Linked DNA regions of Mus musculus: region 2 is linked to region 1. Evidence: chromatin contacts called from public Hi-C data. All regions are on one chromosome and are shown on one strand. The core of a region is the stretch at or near the end of the contact, and the rest is flanking DNA. Distances in the headings are between cores, read along the strand shown.

Region 1 (4,613 bases), core at 639-3,138:
TCCCCCTGTCCCATCAGCACCTCCTGGAGCACCTGACATACAGCTCAGCAAATGTTTGTAGACAGAATGACAAAAACTTCTGTCCTGGGTTCGCAATGTCACCATTTTTGCTGCTGATTGCTACTGTCTTTCTACAGCTGGGCCTCTCTTCTCACTCCAACAGCTGGCCCAGCCCTGCCCAGGCTCTGCGGGCAATTACAGCCTTCACCCAGGGAGGTTTAAAAAGTGAGTTTTTACAAGTGTAGGAGACTAAACCTCCCATTGAACTTGGCTGCAAATTCCACTTTCAAGCCTTGGGGTCATGGCTTCTGCCATATCCCAAGAGACAGACAGCTCTTGAAGATATTGCCCTTGGTCTCTGGCCTCATGTAGATTTGAGTCTCTGGGACATGTCCAGCCTGGCCCCTGCCTATGGCCAGGACTCAGTAACCCATCTCTGTACCCACTTCCCCTTACAGTTAACAGAGTCTTTGTTGGGCTCCCGTGTGTTCCAGGCTCTGGGTCTCCATTGTCTCAGAGCTCAATTGCAGTGGAAGGTCACACACCCAGGCACAGTCCCAGTGATACAGTTTAGTCAGAACTAGGATGAGGACACACAGGGTTGTGGATGCAGAACAGAGTGGTCCCAGCAGCCTCAAAGATGGAGGAACTGAGGCTGGTCCAAAGGAGAAGAGACAGTGTGGAGTGGCTTTGCTCCTGGCTGAGGTGTTTACAGAGGAAGGGTCAAGAGAGTGTCGCCTCTATAGCCCAGAGCTCTCAGCTATGTCCAGGGTTTCTCTGACTTCACCCAGGGTGTTGTACACAGAAAAGACCCTAAGAAATCAAACATGCTTGCCAAAGCTGCCCCCTCCAGTCAAGCAACATCTAATGAGTCACCACCCTGTGGTGGGGTGGACGCTAAGGCACACTCTTCACTCCAAGGGGCTCTTGGTCTGTAAGGACAGAAACCACTGGGAGTGTACCGCCTGGGAGAGTGAAGGGCTGCAACAGAATGGAGGGAAACACCTCTGGCCAGCCCAATGGTGAATGGAGCATTCTGCCCAGCCAATGATGAGTACCCCAACAGCCCAATGGCAGAGAGAGAGCACCCCCAACCTGATTGTGCAGAGGACATCCTCATTTGGCCCACTGGCAGAGGCAGCACCTCCCACCCAGCTGGCAGAGGAACCATCAAAGGATGGTTGAACCCAGCCCAGGCAGCCCCTAACAGGTGCCGCAGCCACTTCATATGCAATCCATGAGTCCGCTTGGACAGGTGACCAGAGGAGTGTGTGCCCAATCCTGTGGAGTCCCCATATGACCTGTAATGATGTCTTACAATACTCAGGGGAGACGGAAGAGCCTGAGGGACTTGGGGTCCTTCTATATTTGGCTTCAGATGCTGCCTACACCATTCAGTAATGGGCTCATCGCCGAGTCTTGCATCAAATACGTTTGGTCTTAGTATCTTCCCCAAGGATTACCGTAAGTTTCCAGACTTTATCTGTGGGATGCCGAGGCCATAGTGAACGCCAGGCTTAGGTTTGTTGATTTTGACAAGAATAATTACAATATTGGGGAGGCTCAGAACCACTGATAGAGGTAGCAGTGAGTGCAAAGCCTGTCTGAGCCAGGCTTGGATTGCTCCTGTGGCCTCTCCGCCCCCGCAGAAGGGCTTGCAGGTGTCCGCGGATTCCCGCACCCTCATCCCTCGCCCTTGGCCGTGGCCCCACCTCCCTCCTGCCTTCTGCCTTGCGTCCTCCTCTAACCTCGGGGCTGGACCAGAGAGCCGAGGGGCTGGGAAAGTTTGAGTCACGCCGCGGGGCGCGGGGGAGGGGTGCGAGAGGCGGGGTGGGCATTAGGGACCGCCTCGGGCTCCCACCAGGGGAACCCCGCCGCGCCCCTGTCCGGTGAACCCGCTAGAGCGAGACTGCACTGCCATCTCTCACTGCGACCTGCGGGTCCCATCAGGGCTGCAGCCTCCGGCTCACCATGACGCCTGGGGCGCAGCTCCTGCCGCTGCTCGTGGCGATCTCTACAGCAGTGGCGGCGGTGGTCACGTCTGACGCGCCCACGAAGACGCTGTCCCCCGCCACAGGAGACGCCACCCTAGCCTTCGTCTTCGATGTCACCGGCTCCATGTGGGATGACCTGATGCAGGTGATCGACGGCGCCTCGCGCATTCTGGAGCGCAGCCTGAGCAGCCGCAGCCGGGTCATCGCCAACTATGCGCTGGTGCCTTTCCACGACCCAGGTAGAGCCCCTCGCCGGCCGTTCTCAAGGTCTCCCCACCGCGCGGCTCTCGAGGTTCCCTCCTTCCCCCCAAGTCCTCGAGGTGTCATGCTTTGGTGTCCTGTCCTCTCCACCCCTCACCCCTGCTGCTCGTCCAGCCTTGCCTGGCGCACAGCAATAAGCAGAACCTTAGCATCTTCTGGCACATTTCCCTTGCCTGGCCACGCCCTCTCCTGCATCCCCAGGTTGGCACTGAGGTTACAAATTTCTAGCAGGCGACCAAAAGCTTCTGAGTCTCACCCTCTCCATTTGTGAAGTGGGAACATGTGTGGGGATGTTGGCAGTAGGTGCCAGGAACCTGTGAGGTTTTTGGTTCTCGATTTTATTTTGCCTGCCTGCCCTTTCTTCCTCCTTCCCTCTCTCTCCCCTTTCTCCTCCTTTCCTTCCCCTTTGTGAGGCAGATCTCCTGTAGCTCAGGCTGGTCTCCCAGTGTTCTGTGTAGTGGAGAATGACTCTGAACTTCTGATCCTCCGGCCTCAGCTTCTAGAGCGCTGGGATCGCAGACCTGCACTAACATAGCCCCTTTATCCGGTGCTGGGGATTGAACCTGGGGCCCATGCACACTAGGCAAGCTCTGTGCCGACTGCCTGTAAGATTTTAGGTGCTGTTTGTTTGTTTGTTTGTTTGTTTGTTTGTTTTAGAGTCCTCTCCCAGCTTGCATGTGAGAAGCCAGGACATGGCTTTCAGGGGGAACTGCAGCCCTTTGTGGAACCCCTGGCTGATAGTAACAGCCTGTTGCCGGTTCCCTTTTGCCTGCCTACTTCAGCAGAGTGAAATTTCCCAGCAAAGCATGGCTCCCTGACACCTGCTGATTCCCCGCTCCCCCCCCCCCCCCCGCAGTCACCCTGTTAGCTCAGGGTTGAATATGCTCCCCGAAGCCTCACCACCAAAAGTCCCCTGCACCCCGGGGAGAGATGTCCCCCACAGCCTCAACCCTAACTACTTTTCTCAACTTTTTTTAAAAATGAAAACATTTCTGCATTACACTGAAGTAGGAGAGAAGCAAGGATCTGAGCTCCTCTCTATGCCTGCCTTACTCCTGAGAGCTACAGTTTGCTGTTTGCTTCCATCTGCCCACATGTCTATCCAGGCTGGCTGTAAAGTCCCCCACTGCAAAGGCAGATTCCACACAGCACTGCCGGTTTGAGGAGACACACTGAGCCGATGGTAGGCTGTCAAGCCTCTCAGGGGTGTGCACATTTGTCAATCACAGAATCTTCCAGGGTCTTGACTCCCCATCCTCCAATCTTCTCTCCATGTTGCCTGAGGCTTTGTTCCTCTCCTCTACGGGGCTCCTCAGGACCAGGCCTCTAGGAAAATACTCCTGGGAGACCCAAAAAGATAATCAGATTGGATGTGTGAGGAGGCGGGGTTTTGCTGGGATGTATGTCAGCCTCTATCTCCCCAACTCTCTCTCCCGACGTTTTGGTTTGGTCTTGGGGTTGCAAAGGTATTATCATATTGTGGGAGCTTAGATACGGTGAGTTCACCCATTAATTGGACTATCTGAGACCCAGGGCACCAACAGGGTTTCCTGAAGCCACCTGCCAGGTGATGCCGTTACTGTTTGACTCTAGAACACTTGGCTCCTATTACAGAATGGGATAGCAGCCTTTTGAGACTGATAGTGTCTTGAGCCCAAAATGGGCACCTGATGGCAGTATCTGCTGCCCCTTCCTGCCCACTAACTTCAGATGCCCTCTGGGCTCTGCATGGGTGCGTGGCTCAGCCCTTCATGCCAACCTTCAGCCTTCAATCCATTCTCTCTTTCCTCTACTTTATCTCTCTAACTTCTTCCTTTTCAAGTTTTTCTCGGTGCTCCTTTTTATCCCCCCTTTTAAATATTTATTTGTGGGTGTGCGCATATGCATGCCACGGCAGGTCTGTGGAGGTCAGAGGACAACTTGCAGGAGTTGGTTCTCTTCTTCCACCCTGTGGGTTCCAGAGCTGGGGCTTAGGTCAATTAGCTTGTCAGCAAGCAACTCCACCCTCCGAGCCATCTCACCACACCTGTGTTTTTTATTTTAAGTCCGTTAAAATTTAAATGATGCTCATCTTCTTTAAAAATTGGTAGTAAAATACAAGTCCAACTTTTCATCAGAATGAAGGTTACCACGGATGTAAAGGAATTTTTCCAAGTGAAAATGGCCCTCCAACTGCCAGAAATGAAAACTGCAATCCAGCTGATAGGAAAGAGTTGAATAGTCATCATTTAAAATGAACATACAGACGAAGCTCCATGGCCCCTTCCCCTTGCTCCTATAGCACCACAGCTTTGAAGGGACCAGGGATGCTCTGAAGAGGACCAGGATTGCTCTAGGACCAAGGGTGCTCTAGAGAGG
Region 2 (4,613 bases), core at 1,303-3,802, 53 kb after region 1:
ACTCTAGGTAGCTTCTAGTGCCTGGTAGAATTGAAACATTTCAAGTGATTATTATTTTTATTTACAAAGGGACAATATGTTTTTCAGTTGAAGTATTTTTCTTTTTTAAAAAATTTTTATTAGATATTTTCTTCATTTACATTTCAAATGCTATCCCAAAAGTCCCCTATACCCTCCCTGAAGTATTTTTCTAAACATTTTCCATCTGTGGTTGGTTGAACCTGTGTAGGAATACAGGATTGGCTGCATATATATTTAGGACAGCCATCTATGAATGTACTAGTGGAAAATATATATTCATTATGCATAATACCTAAATATTTTTTATATGGTTTGTTATTTTTGTTTTTGTTTGTTTAAGAGTAAGTCTAGCCCAGTCTAGATGGCTAGGCTGGAACTGGCTATGCAGACCAAGCAGGCCTCAAATCCAAAGACCCTGCCCCTGCCTCCTGAGTGCAGGACTTGAAGGTGTGCGCCACCCCTCCTGTCTCTTCATATGTTCTTTATATGCGCTGTGTGTAAATTCTCTTTATATCTGTCTCCCTAGCTATCATTTCGCTACAAATCTGTTTATCTTTGTGTGTATAGTGTATGTGTGTCACCTGTGTGCTCATGTGTGTGCTCATGTGTACGTACCTGTGTGCTCACATGTGTGGGGGGGCCAGAGCTGACATCAGGTATCAGGTGTCGTCTGCCATGACTCTCTTCCTCTTCAGATTACTATCATATGTATTGATTCATGTGTGTGCCTGCAGCCTATGGAGGTCAGAAGACAGCTCAAGGGTATAGGTTCTCTCCTTACCACGTGGGTCCCAGGATAGCACTCAGGCTGTCCATCAGGCTTGGCGGCAGGCAGCTTTTACTCACCGAGCATCTCCCAGCCCATCCATCAATGTTTTCTGAGACAGAACCTCTCACTGATCCCTGAGCTCACTGATTGCCTAGACAGAACCTCTCACTGATCCCTGAGCTCACTGATTGCCTAGACAGAACCTCTCACTGATCCCTGAGCTCACTGATTGCCTAGACAGAACCTCTCACTGATCCCTGAGCTCACTGGTTGCCTAGACAGAACCTCTCACTGATCCCTGAGCTCACTGGTTGCCTAGACAGAACCTCTCACTGATCCCTGAGCTCACTGATTACCTAGACAGAACCTCTCACTGATCCCTGAGCTCACTGATTGCCTAGACAGAACCTCTCACTGATCCCTGAGCTAACTGATTGCATAGACTGGCCAGTGAGCTCTGAGCTCTACCTTTCCCCCAGCATCCCCCACCACCACCACCATCTTCTGCCCACACTGAATTATAGATGTGCCCAGCTTTTATGTGGGAGCTGAGATCCTACCTCAGGAAGCACTTGAATGACCAAGCCATCTCCACAGCCCCACAAATCCGTGTTAAAAACAAAAAACAAACAAACAGCCAGGCTACGGCAGTACACACATTTAATCCTAGCACTCAGGAGGCAGAAGCAAGTAGATTTCTGTGAGTCTGAGGCCAGCCTCATCTACAGAGTGAGTTCTAGGACAGCCAGGGCTATACAGAGGAACCTTGTCCCGAAAAGAAAGACAAACAAACAACCACAAAAACAAACCAGAAACAAAACATAAACTGTGGTCATGTCTGCTGTTGTCTTGTCACATCTTCCAGTGACAATATGTCATGGCCGTGTCCCTGTCACTCACGGCTTCAGAGGAATCGGCGTAGAAGCTGCAGGTCCCTATTGGGATGCACTGTGATGTCTACTCCACCCCTCTCATGTCCTCACTACACCTGGGGACTACGTCCATGTCCTCTGTGATTGAGTCTCAGGAGTGGCACATTTGGGGGCTGTAAGCTTATTTTACCAAGCTGTCCTCCTACTCAGAGCATCGGGTCTTCATCTCACCAAGCAACTACCCTCTTCTTTAACCAGGTATATTTACTATTTGCTGGGGGTGTTCTGTTTTCATGGTGATTCTTGTGTGAATCTCTGGAGGGTGAGTAGGAGTGAGAGAATCCATCAGTGGCTGGGCAGGAAGATGCAGCATCCTGCCTGGACAATTAGAGATTGTCCAGATCTAATCCTGCTGAATGTCAAACAGAGCCAGGCCTTAGCTAGCTTTCATGTGTATCTGTCTCTGTCTGTCTGTCTGTCTGTCTGTCTGACTCCTCTCTCTCTCTCTCTCTCTCTTACACACACACACACACACACACACACACACACACACACACGGTGCCTAGAGGCCAAATCTGTGACAATGGTGTGGTCTAGCCTGATCTCCTGGCTCCATCATGATCATTGCACACGTGCCACTCATCCACTGGGAACACAAGGAAGACATTTTGCTCCCTGGACATACTCCCTGTACCTCCAGGACTCTTGGCTTCTGGCTTCCCTCCGACTTCGTCAATCCAGAGGGTTCCCAGCATGCCTTTGGCACCTGTTTTCTAAGTTCACTCTGTCCTGTGAACGTTGTTTTCTGCTGTTTCTCATCAGTCTGTCCCCAAAGCCATGAGTGGGGAATCAGAGTCAGTTTAGCTTTCTGGCACATCCTGGAATCCAGGGACTGAGCAATTACGTGGTTTACACAAAGTCCTGAGCAGAGAGACCTCGCAGCTGTTCTCAGCACAGGCAGCTTGTGTCTGGGATGGATTCAATAACCGCCAGCCATGTGGCCACAGATACCGAGCCAATTTTCTTCTCCTGTTGAATTTCTTTTCAATATCAGACCAACAAAAGGTTGGTCATTCCCAATGTTTTTTAGTGTTGAATCCAATGGTGTAAAACACATCCCCAGACACTATCCCCTTCTAAACATTCTGTCTGTCTGTATCTGTCCCTCTGTCTCTTTCTGTCTTCCTGTCTCTCTATCTGTCTGTCTTTTTATGTCTCTATCTCTGTCTCTGTGTCTCTCTGTCTGTCTCTTTCTGTCTCTGTCTCTGTCTCCCCCATCCCTTCTCTCTTTGTGACAGGGTCTTACTATGTAACCCTTGCTAGCCTGTAACTCTCTGTAGACCAGGCTGGCTTTGAACTCACACAGATCTGTGTGTTTCTGCTTCCTGAGTGAGTGCTGGAATTAGTGGTGTGCACCAGCATGCTCAGCTTAGAGCGTTCTCCTTTCATTATGCATGGACACTTGCTAGTGTGTGTGCACTTAGAAGGCTGAGCATCTTCCTCTGTCTCTCTCCACCTTATGTGTTAAGGGGCACTGGCTGGCTAGAGAGCTCTGCCCATGCACATCACAGAAGCTACCTTGTATGTGGGTGCTGGGAACTGAGCTCGGCTCCTCAAGCCTATCTGGAGAACGCTTTATTGACTGAACATCTCCCCAGTTCCCTCCTCTTCTTTTCTTTATTCTTCTTCCCCATCTTCCTTCTCCACCCTCTTCCTTTTTTCCTAGTGATGGAGGTGGAACCCCATGCCCATGTGCCTGTCAGACAAGCACTTTGTCACCAAGCTACGTCTCCCACCCCTTATTTTTTAATTTCGTTTTGAGACAGATTCTCACTAAATTGCCCAGGCAGGCCAGGAACTTGGTGTCCTCTTGGCTCCGCCTCTCCAAGGTTGCTAGGGTACCTATACTACAAAGCCTGGATAGACTATATTTTTTTTGCTTTTATTTAATGGATTTCTTGAAAAACTTAAGCAGATAGGCAAAGATATCCAATGGATTCCTTTCCTCACCTTCAGCCTCCCTCAGTATCAGAGACTGCCATCACCACTCAGAGTGGCCTGTACTCACAGCTGGCCCAGGCCTGGCGTCACCAGCCAAGCCCACGGCTTTATGTATATCTGTCACAACATGATGCCACTGTGGTGGTCTCTATTTGATGTTTTCCCTGTCTTAAAAACCTTCTGTCTCTGCAGCCTTACCCCCTAATACTCAGAAACCACTGATGGTTTTAATGTCTAGGTTTGGCTTTTTTTTTTTTTTTTTTTTGGAATGTCAGAGTTAGAGTCAGTTTTCTTCCTTTTGAAGGCTGAGTACTATTTCATTATGGACACACATCCCGTTTACTTGTGCAGTCATTGCTGGGGGGGGCATTTGGATTGCTTCTAGGTCTTAGCCATTAGGTACACTGGTTTATAAAATGTTAAAAATTGGTCTATTTATAAAAGTGCCACCTAGAATCCATCCGACTTCCACCCACCACGTCACCAACGAAGGAGTGCCAGCCTCCCTCCCCTGCATAGCTTCAGGAGTCCCCACCCCTAAAATCACCTGGACCAAGGTAGGCAGGACCTGAAACCTTTGGGGGGGTGGGGGCACCCAGAGAGGTCACCTTGGTGCATCCTGAGACAGAGTGTGAGCTCCGATGTTGTCACTGTGGCTCTGTCCTAGGAAACCAACGCCTTGACTACCAGCGGTCACTACAGTGTGAGCAGAAATGGTACCCTGGTCATTGTCCAGCCATCCCCGCAGGATGCAGGTGCCTATGTGTGCACAGCCACCAACAGTGTGGGCTTCTCCAGCCAGGAGATGTGGCTGTCTGTTAATAGTGAGTGTAACAGGTCCTGAGGGGAGAGGGATCAGTGGGAGGGGGACCACAAGGGCTCACTCAGCCTCTATGCCCAGCTGGCTCACAGTACCAAGCCCTGAGCAGACACAGGATCCACCAGCCTTG

What was found. Hi-C and Micro-C count contacts between places; a contact is called where the count stands out from the background.
Region 2: a contact with region 1 is called in a Hi-C map of muscle stem cells, with 1.8 times the contacts expected there. The contact joins the enhancer-like site here to the promoter of Hmcn2 in region 1. A contact is called at or near these places in 3 of 39 promoter capture datasets (embryonic stem cells, second pharyngeal arch cranial neural crest and trophoblast stem cells), 35 of 484 Hi-C or Micro-C datasets (the 3T3-L1 cell line, 8-cell embryo, the C2C12 cell line and 20 more), 5 of 115 datasets of contacts at active chromatin or transcription factors (double positive thymocytes, embryonic stem cells and fibro-adipogenic progenitors) and 1 of 9 other capture datasets (embryonic stem cells).

Annotation. Positions count from the first base shown.
Region 1 is chr2:31,312,444-31,317,056 of GRCm38.p6, forward strand. It overlaps Hmcn2 (hemicentin 2), which reads left to right and starts at 1,889. Exons shown (of 98, transcript NM_001370902.1): 1 at 1,889-2,233. The coding sequence starts at 1,972.
Region 2 is chr2:31,364,844-31,369,456 of GRCm38.p6, forward strand. Hmcn2 (hemicentin 2) reads left to right here. Exons shown (of 98, transcript NM_001370902.1): 20 at 4,108-4,220; 21 at 4,331-4,487. Among named protein-coding and RNA genes, the nearest start is that of Hmcn2, 53 kb to the left of the region's middle. Within about 2 kb of position 2,553, at least 6 of the 459 cell types and tissues checked have an H3K27ac peak or open chromatin away from gene starts, as enhancers often do. A contact at or near this core is called in muscle stem cells, where this site is marked.